Linked DNA regions of Triticum aestivum: region 1 is linked to region 2. The links are chromatin contacts, called in public Hi-C maps. All regions are on one chromosome and are shown on one strand. Each heading gives the region's core, a stretch centred on a gene start, on an enhancer-like site or on the middle of the called end of the contact. The rest is flanking DNA. Distances are from core to core; before and after follow the strand shown. Region 1 holds the start of LOC123052600. Region 2 holds the start of LOC123052595 (GATA transcription factor 2).

Region 1 (4,594 bases), core at 1,557-4,056, 530 kb before region 2:
TTGTAAGGTGATGGGTTTATAGGAGAAGGGTCTTGGGATCCAATTATCGTGCCACACACGAATACTTCTGCCGTTCCCCACTCTCCAGATTAAGCCCTTTTTTAACAGATCAAGGCCATGGCTGATTGCTTGCCACGAAGAAGATGCATTGCCGGAGAAGACAGTATCCTCTATGTTTCCATCAGGATAGTACCTGGCTTTGAGCATTTGTGCACACAGGCTATCAGGTTTTGAAATCAATCTCCAAGCTTGTCATGCTAATAAGGCTTGATTAAATATTCTGTAATCTCTAAACCCGGCACCTCCTTTACTCTTTGGTTGTTGTAAATCCTCCCATGCACGCCAGTGTACTTTTCTCTTACCTTTTTCAGCACCCCAATAAAAGGCACGTACCATCCGTGTTAATTCATCATACACTGAGAATGGAATCTTGAAAACACCCATCATATATGTAGGAAGAGCAAGCGCAACAGATTTAATAAGAGTCTCCCTCCCCGGTTGGGCAAGGTGACCGTCTCCCCATTGGACCAAACGCTTGGTTAAACTCATATGAAGGTTTTGGAATCTCCCTTTCGACATGCGACCCTCTGGAGTTGGAAGGCCAAGGTACTTCTCCTCAAACACTAAGCTAGTAACATGCAACACCCCCCTAACTTCCTCCTGAATATCTTCGGGGCATGCAATACCAAAGAGGATGAAACACTTATCAAAATTAAGAGATTGTCCCGTTGCTACCCCGTATTGATCCAAAGCCAATTTAACTTTCTCAGCCTGGGCTCTCCTTGCCTCAAAGAAAAGCATGGTGTCATCAGCAAATAAAAGATGTGAGATACCCGGTGCTCTTCTACACACCTTGATTGGAGATATATCACCAGAAGACACATAATGCTTCAGAATAGCGGACAGACCATCTGCCACGAAAAGGAACAAGAAGGGGGATAGAGGATTGCCTTGCCGAAGACCACGCGACGGTGCAAATGAATCTAAGAGGGTCCCATTAAATTTGACAGAATATCTCACCGATGTGACACAAGACATTATCCAGTCTACCCATCGTTGAGAGAAACCCAACTTTTGGATCACTTGCTTCAAGAACTTCCAATCCACCCTATCGTAAGCCTTTGAGAGGTCCAACTTGTAGGCACAGAAACTTTTTGTTGGATCCTTCTTTTGCTTAATATGGTGAATACACTAGATAGGCACAGAAACTATCTAAGAAAGTCTTGAACTGCAGGAAAGCATGAGAATGAGCACACAAAACAACGGGTGGTCGGCCACACGGCTCGTCCTGCATTTCGTTGCAATTGCATCGCAGGAGGCCGAACTGAGCTAAGCACGACTGTTTGTTCCGTATTTACAGTATCTCCTTCACTTACATGTAAGCACCGTTCCCAATCCCAAATGGACCTCACAATTTTTGCATAATAACTTGACAAAATTTTGGCTAGCAAGAAAAACTATCTCCACCTACTACTACTGTACTACAAGTACGGATCAGAAGTTGAGAACACCATGTCAGACGCTGCACTGCTTCAGCCCCTTGGGTGTCTGGTGGCCCCCTTTCAGCCGTACCTGCATTCACAAATGAAAATGGCTCTTTTTTCAGATGCTGGTTGAGTATAAGAAAGTAAAAGCTCACTGCTTTTCTCGTCCGGTGCAGAGTGCCAGAAGCGTCCGATCCATTTGTTTAGATGACTTCATTGTTAGTAAGTAGAAAAGCACTGCTTTTGGCTTAAACATATCGGCAGCTACGCGCTAATGACTTGGCGAGCGAATCGTATTTGGTTCCTCGACCCTCTTTCTCACCGAAAGCACGGACGACAGCCCAGCCTAATAATGCCTGGTTTGTTCTCAGGAATCACGCCGTCGGCTCGGCGCCGGCGGGATAGTATTGTTTTTCGTCACGCAAACGTGGATTTTTCAGAGAAGCAAAGGCGAGGGGGCGAGGGTACTCACGGCCTCCACGTCGATCCGGTAGACGAGCAGGCGGCGGCGCTCGCGGCAGCTGGCCCGGTACGCGACGGCGAGGTGCGCGGCCGCGAGCGACAGGGAGAGCAGGAGCATCGGCTCCGGCCCGCCGGCGCCCTTCCCCTGCGGCGCGGCGCCGCGCGGCAGCACGGCGGCCGCCTTGGCCAGCACGTACGACGCGGACGCCGCGGCGCTCGCCGCCACCACCCACAGGTACGCGCCGCCTCCTCCCCCGCACACCGTGTACGCGCCTGTCGCCGCCGGCACAAGAAAAAACTCAACCGGTCAGCTCGGCCGTGACCGAGAAGGAAGGAAACCGAGGTTGCAATGCCAAGAAGTACTCACAGAGGATGAGCAGGGCGCGCGCGGCGGAGACGGCGGGCAGGTCGACGAGGGAGGACCGGAACTCGAACGCGCGCGCTTGGTCGAGCATGGCCGGCACGAAGGACCGGTGCGGGGGCTCGGCGCCGGCGTCGGCGCGGAGGTGCGCGGAGAGGAGCATGGGCGGGAGGGCGAGGTCGAGGAGCACGACGAGCAGGGGCGGCGCGCAGACGAGCAGCAGCGAGGCGAGCATGGCGACGAGGAAGAAGGCCGTCTTGGCCCACCGCCACGGCCGCGCCCACGCGGGCTCCCCGGCGCCGTGCTTCTGCGCCAGCGCCAGCGCCAGCGGCAGCTTCTTCTCCATGCCCCCCGCGCCGTCGGAGCCTGCGCGCGAGGACGGCGGCCCGTCGTGGGCGGTGCGTCGGGTTGCGGTAGACGGAGCTGATCGGGCAGTGGGGTTGGTTGGTTGGCCGGATTGTTTTAAGGTCGGGGCGGGGCGGGGAAGTGGATAGATGGAGGCAGCTGCGGCCTGCGGGCGAGCGTGGAGCCGGCGAGATGGTTTAGTTTGCTTCGCCGCGTGGAGTCCGACGGTTGATGGGGACGTGGCGTGGTGACTTGCGAGTTGAGTTTGACCCACCCTGACGGACTCACGCGGCAGCAACCGCCTTGTTCACGCCGGGTTCCGCGAGGGTGAAACTGCCCGCGAAGGCCACGATTCCCACCGTGTCACGATGGATGCATCGTGTAGGTGAAGACCGAGGTATCTCTACGACCCTTTCTTGTACGTACGTAGTACGTATGTTTCAATGTGGGAATTCACATGTACAGTTTTTCTCTTCTTCGGGCATTATTACTATCACAAAAAAATAGCAAAGTGATTAAAGCAGGCCGGTGCAATGGCGCTGGAACACATGGCGTCCATGCGTCACGCACGTTACGTGCGGCGCCGTGAGAGGCAGAGCCAAGCAACAAGATCCAGAGGCCGGGACAGACACGTCTGTTACCATACGTAGGCGAACAAGATGCCAATCGGCAGTCTCACACGCGCCGCCCAGCCACCGAGCTCAAGCTTAAACTGGCACGGCGGGCGCCGTCCAGGTCCGGTCACGATCCGGCGCCCCCCTGCCCAACTAGCTCTCCGACCTGCCGGTATCTGTCGTATCCGATGATCTGATGCCATCCGTTAGTGGTGAGGTTTCTTAATCCGGCTCTTCTAGTGCGTGACGGCTCGGGTCTTGGAGTTGGAGATGGAGCCGGGGTCGCGTTTGGGATTGCTGCTGAGGATATATATACTATAACAAAAGAAAAACTGATGGAGCTGGCGATGCGTCTTGTGCATTGTGGACGTCCTTTGTGTACTAAATTCCTACTGTGAGTAGGCTTCCGAATGGAGCTCGCTAGGTGGATAGAGCTGGCGCGCGTACGGACGAGAAGACGACGTTTTCCTGGGTTTCTTGTCTCGTTTAGCCAAAGAAAAAGGACCAGGTCAGATGAAGCCCCTCGGTATCATAGAGCCAAAACTGTTTCTAGTGGACCAGCTCAAGGTTGGGAGGCACAGCCGGGGATTATACTATGATGATGATTATGATGAAACAAGACTGAATACGTACGGAAGCACGATTAGAGCAACTCCTACGGCGGCCGACTCAAACTGATGGCGCATTTGTTCGTTTTTTGTCCGTTCGGGTCGGCCGCCCGCCTGGCGTCCGCCCAATTTTGTATTTGGGTCGGCAGTGCGCCCAACACGCCGACCCATTTCATGCCCGCATTCAACTTTTAAATAAAAATGGCCTGTGGCCGATCATGCCAGCGGCCATGTCTCATGCCGGCATCATGCTAGCGCCGGCATACAATGCCGGCTTCAGAAAATATCACCATAGTTCATGCTGGCGCACTCGCCAGCCGTCCGGCACACATGTCAGCACACAAAAAAGGGTGGGACTTGAGTTCGACCACGCCATGGCGGCTCCCGTGGTCATATCGGCACACCTGCTGGTATACAAAAAAGATGGCCCTCGCCGCTATAGATCACTCGTCGTCGAACTTGAGCATGTCGGCCTGCATCTTCTCGAACCACGGCCTCTTCCTTGGCGACACAGTGTTGAGATCCACCTTCATGATCTCCACCCCGGTCATCATGCTCGCAAGAGCCACTTCTTTCGCCTTGGTCTTGGCGTTGGCGGCCTCGATCTCTAGCATCTTGGCTTGCTTCTCCGCCTCGAGCTCGAACATCTTGGCTTGCTTCTCGACGTCAAGATCAAGCCTCCTCCTTTGGATCTCCATGAAAGCATCCATCTGCTCCGCC
Region 2 (4,967 bases), core at 2,287-4,786:
CATATAATATATTAAAATTTTCAGAAAAAGATTTTCTAAGACATGAACATTTTTCTAGAGTCAAATAAAATTCATAGAAATTCAGATAAAACAAAGAGTGCTACTGGTCTATTAAAATCCAACAAAAATCATTTTAAAAATACCAAAATGATTTCAAATTAATTTTTCTCCAATTTTCTAATGTAGGGAATCATGTTACCCTATTTTCCATTTATTTTATTTTTGGAGAAAATAATTTGAATAAAACTCAAACAATTCCAAATTGAAAATAATTTCAAAAGGATTTTAAATTTTGATCCTTTTAAACTCCCAACTCATATTTCATATAATTTGAAGAAGTTATTTTATCTTCTCTCATGAAAATCATTGAGTTGCTTGAAGTTTTTGAAGTAAAAATATTTCCAAATGAAATTCAAATCTTTTCAAAACCCTTTTCATTTATTTTAAATGGAAGAAGTCATATCATCTTCACTCAAGGGTTTTGTATTTGAAAGAATTTGAATCCATGGAGATCAGAAAGCAAATATGAAAGTTTGGGAAAGTCCTTTTATTCCCTCTCATTTAACTTTCAAAAAGTTTCGAATTCACTCACTTTCAGACAATCAATCAAACAATCCATCAAATCTATCTATTTATTATAACATTCCAAAATTTAGAATTTTAGGATGGTACAAAAATAGAGGGCGTGCACCTGTAAAGGGTCATGAGAATGCGTATCACATTTGAGACGTGTGTTATTCTTTGATCTCCTGTTGCAACGGGTATGTTTGCTAGTAGAAATAGAAACAAATAATTTTGTTTGCAATAGAAGGGGAAAAAAAGCTTTTGTATAGACAGGGTAAAGCAAAAGGGAAAAGAAAAACATTATATCTGTTAAATTAGGCACTCCCATTGATTATTACTCCGACTTCCCGAGCACGCGTTACATGGCTGCCGAGCAGCGCTTGTGCAGTTCCAACAAAAGCCACCGCAACATGCGGACGTGCACCCAAAGGAAGGCGCACATGGAGGTCGGCAGGCCGCATTGCACACACCTGCACTCCATGGCCGCAACGGGGCTCCGCCCCAAGCCATCTTTACCCATCCTGCCGTCCTGCGCAGCCCCACGGAGAAGCTAAACGGCAAAGGAAAAAAAGTAACACCCCTGCCACTCCTGCTAATAAGTGAAGAGAGAAGAGAGAAGAGAAGCGTAATGAGGGGGGGCACATCACGTGACCGGAACGTTGCCCACTCTTTCCCCTGCCGGAAAGCTCCGCGACGGGCCCGAGTCACGTGCCGAGCCACCCACCATTCCCGGCTCTCGCACCCGTCTTTCTTTTTCTCGCCATTAAAAAGCTTGACCTACCGGTGAGAAATAAAGTCCGTGGAGTAGCAGGGCAGTAACCACGGAGAAAAGCTGCAGCACCCCAATGTGCCAAGACACTGGCTGGTGCTAACGAGAACGAACAGACCGAACGCGCAGGCTCTAACTACTGTAGCTAGTGGCACTCGAGCTTCTTGCATGACCGGCAGTAACATCGCTCAGATTTTGCCATGGAAAAAGCAGCCAGTTTGATGTTTTTTGTAGGAGGCAGAGACGAATCCTGACACTCGAAGAATAATCCGTGAAACTCTGGTAGATTTTGGCCGTTCGTTCGATTAACAAATTTAGCGTTATTTACGAAGTTCTTGAGAAATTATACCACAATTCAGCGTTGGATTGGCCACGATGGCAATTGTACCAACAGAACTTGATATTCATCACTCGTAGTAGAACTTGGAAGGGAGGTAGGTACCAACAAATTAATTAACAAAAAGATGCAAAATATATGAAGAGAAAAAAAGGCGAAAAGTGAAGAAAAGGAGGCCTGAGAATTTTGCAAAGGGATCTAGCTAGCTAGCTAGGCTGCGCGGGCGCGCGATGATGCACGGCTAACTAGCTAGGAGTACATCCGTACGGCCGGCTCAAGCGATCAACATATGCCGTAGTCATGGAACATGAGCTCCGGCTTCACGGTCACCCCGGGGCCGGGGCCGGCCGCCGCCGCTGCCGCGTCCAGACGGTGGCTGCCGCGGATGAGAACGAGCTCCTTCTGGCGGCGCAGCTCCATCACCTTGCGGTGAGAGTTGGAGTGCTGCGTCAGCAGGAACGTGGGGCTTGCCGCCGGCCGGTACTCCGGCACCAGCCGTCCTGACTTGAACCGCACGCCGCACGCGTTGCACAGCGTCTTGGGCCCCAGCGGCCCCGTTCGCCACTGCGGCGTCTTCTCCGAGGCGCAGTGCGTGCAGCGCCGCACGCCGCCCTCCACCAGGCCCACCTCGCCGCCGGCGACGGGTCCCTGCTTCTTGCCGCGACTGCCGCAGTTGGAGCCGCTAGGTCGTGCCGTCGTCGAGGACGGGAAGTCGGACGAGGAACACGAGGACGAGGGCGATGGCTGCGAAGGCGGGTGCGGCATGAGGGAGTGCCATGCGGCGGCGGCCGCGGCGCTCGCGCGCGACCGCTTGCTTCGCGCTCCGCGGCCTGGCTCCGCTGTGACGCAGCTGTTGTTCGCCGCGTTAGCCGCCGCCATTGCCGCATGCGCGGTCGATGAGTAATTCGGCATGTCCGAGTAGGAGTCGTCCACGAACTTGGATAGCCATTCGAGCTCCGCGGCTTCCTCGCTCTGAAACGCACACGTACATACACATTCAGGTAAGGTCAGCAGTTCGATGATCACGAGTACGTGTCAGAATGCACACGATTTAACGATCATGCACAATTTCATCTGCAAGGGCTACGCGTTCGTCAATTATGCGGTGCTTACGGGTATGTAGAACTCGTCGGCGAAGGAGAGCATGGACGTCTGGTGATCCGACGACGTGGCGGAAGGGGTGGTGGCCGACAGCTCGCCCACGCCGGCGCCGAGGTGGTGATGGTGGTGGAGTCCGTTGTCCGGCGCGGCGGGGAAGAAGTCGTGGGCGCCCGCGGTGGGGAAGTCGAGAAGCTCATCCACGCGCATGCTGGCGTCGCGCATGGGCTGCATCCCGTAGAAATGGTGAGCGGCCGCGGAGTAGCCGCCGGCCTGGTGGCCCATGGGCACGGCGTGGACGTTGGAGGCGTTGTGGTAGGAGCCCATTCCCATGCCGAGCTCCACGCCCATGGCCATTTCCCACTCGGACGCCATTCCAGCCCCCGGGAGAGCAGCAAGCTTGTGTGCCGCGTACTTAAAGAGCACTGGCACTGGCCGTTCCAGTACGAGCTAAGCTAGCAGTGAGGAGTGTGAGTGTGCGAGAAGGTTTATAAAGTGGTGCGAACGAGGGAGGAGGCGAGCTGGGCGGAGAAGAAATAGTGCGCGCTGGGCTTTGAAGGGCGAGCTCCAATCAGTCGCTAGTAGCAGGAAGGGCAGTTGCGAGATAATTTAATGGAGAGAAGGACGGAGGGGAGAGAGAGAGAGAGAGTTGAAGGTGGTGCGATTAGGGGGGGTAGAGGATTAGCGTGCGGAGGGGAACGGAAGCTGGCCTGCTACAGGGTACCCCAGCACAGGGGCAGGCCTCCAACGTGCCCACCCATCTTCTCTCTCTGTGCACGCTCATGTGCGCGCCAGACCACATGCGTCTCTCTCTCTTTTATCACAGCTCCATTCTCGGCCTAGCAACGCTTTAAGAGCATCTACAAAAACCAGCGGGGGCGAAACGTAAATGACAAAGATCTGAGGGTGCAAAAGGCTAATTATTCCCTCATATAGGCACTTCAAATGAAATTTTCTAGCCCCCCCTCGCCTCAACATAGCTCCGTTGTTGAGAAAGTGCTCTTCTACCTCGGAGCTTAAATGAGCTCGAGATGAACATTAAATTCCAAAAAAAAACAAATTCTGAAGGATTTGAATTTTGTGTGTATCAAACTTTAGCGAATGGTTTGAGTGCTTGTAGATTTCACCATGGAATGACATCCGTTGAAGCCGTGGAAAAACAACAAAATCAACACTCTGAAATATTTTTGAAATTAGCACTTTAGGAGCATTTATTATTTTGTTTTTTTCTATTACTTTCACAAATGTCTTCTCATGATAAAAATTTACGAACACCCAGAATATTTGTCAGTGTTTGCCACGAAAATAAAATAGTTTCCTTATGTATATATTTTTAGAATTTACTGTTCACTCAAGCTCATTTGAGCTCGAGCTGAGAAACATCACGTCCCCACCGCTGTGCTTTTCATTTTGGTAAGGAAAGGAGGGGAATCAGCCGTGCATGGGATGTGAGTTTCTGAGCCGGAGCTTAATTGAACTTGGATGAACAGTAAAATTCAAAAAAAATTGAACTTTTTTTGGGTACAAACATTGAGAAAATTTGTGCGTGCTCACAAAATTTCATCTTGAAATAACATTTTTGAAAGTCGTGGAAAAAAGCAAAATTGATGCTCCAAAAATTTTATTTTTCAAAAGCATTTTGGATTGCTGATTTCTTTTTTGCCACAACTTCAAAGATATCTTTTCAACATGAAATATTGTGAGCGTGTAAAACTTTTGTCAATGTTTGCACAAAAGAAACCAAATATTTTTTGAATTTTTTCTTTCTCTGAGTTTTACTGTTCATCCCGTTGAGCTCGGGAGCTTTGCCGTGCATGTTACTACTACTACTTTAACCCTAACGCATTGAGAGCGAGTGCATGAGCACACGACGCGCCACGTGACCCCGTGAGCTGTAGCCTGCGGCGAGTGTCGCCCCAGCCCCACTCGCCATAGACGGACGGGCGAAGTGGACGACGCGCAAGGGAATGGAAGGGAAGCATCATGCAACGCATCATCTCTCCTGCCTGACGCGAAATGAATGCTGCCTCGCGCGGGGCATTTCGTACCGCTAGCCAGGCGGGAAGGTCTGACACCCAGAATGGCCACCCCGGTCAAAAATAATTCCATTCCGGGGAGGTCTCCAAGCGTTTCCTTCTTTGATCGCCGTCCCGCCCCAGAGCCTTGTCGCTGGTGCTCGTTTCCCTGCCGGTCTCGGCA

The links. Hi-C and Micro-C count contacts between places; a contact is called where the count stands out from the background.
Region 1: a Hi-C map of leaf shows a contact between it and region 2, with 3 times the contacts expected there. The contact joins the promoter of LOC123052600 here to the promoter of LOC123052595 in region 2. A contact is called at or near these places in 2 of 5 Hi-C or Micro-C datasets (both in leaf).

Annotation. Positions count from the first base shown.
Region 1 is chr1A:392,835,805-392,840,398 of IWGSC CS RefSeq v2.1, reverse strand. LOC123052600 reads right to left here and starts at 2,806. Exons shown (of 3, transcript XM_044475853.1): 1 at 2,314-2,806; 2 at 1,957-2,219; 3 at 1,139-1,572. The coding sequence starts at 2,653. The coding sequence ends at 1,516.
Region 2 is chr1A:392,310,900-392,315,866 of IWGSC CS RefSeq v2.1, reverse strand. It overlaps LOC123052595 (GATA transcription factor 2), which reads right to left and starts at 3,536. Exons shown (of 2, transcript XM_044475848.1): 1 at 2,784-3,536; 2 at 1,716-2,642. The coding sequence starts at 3,143. The coding sequence ends at 1,953.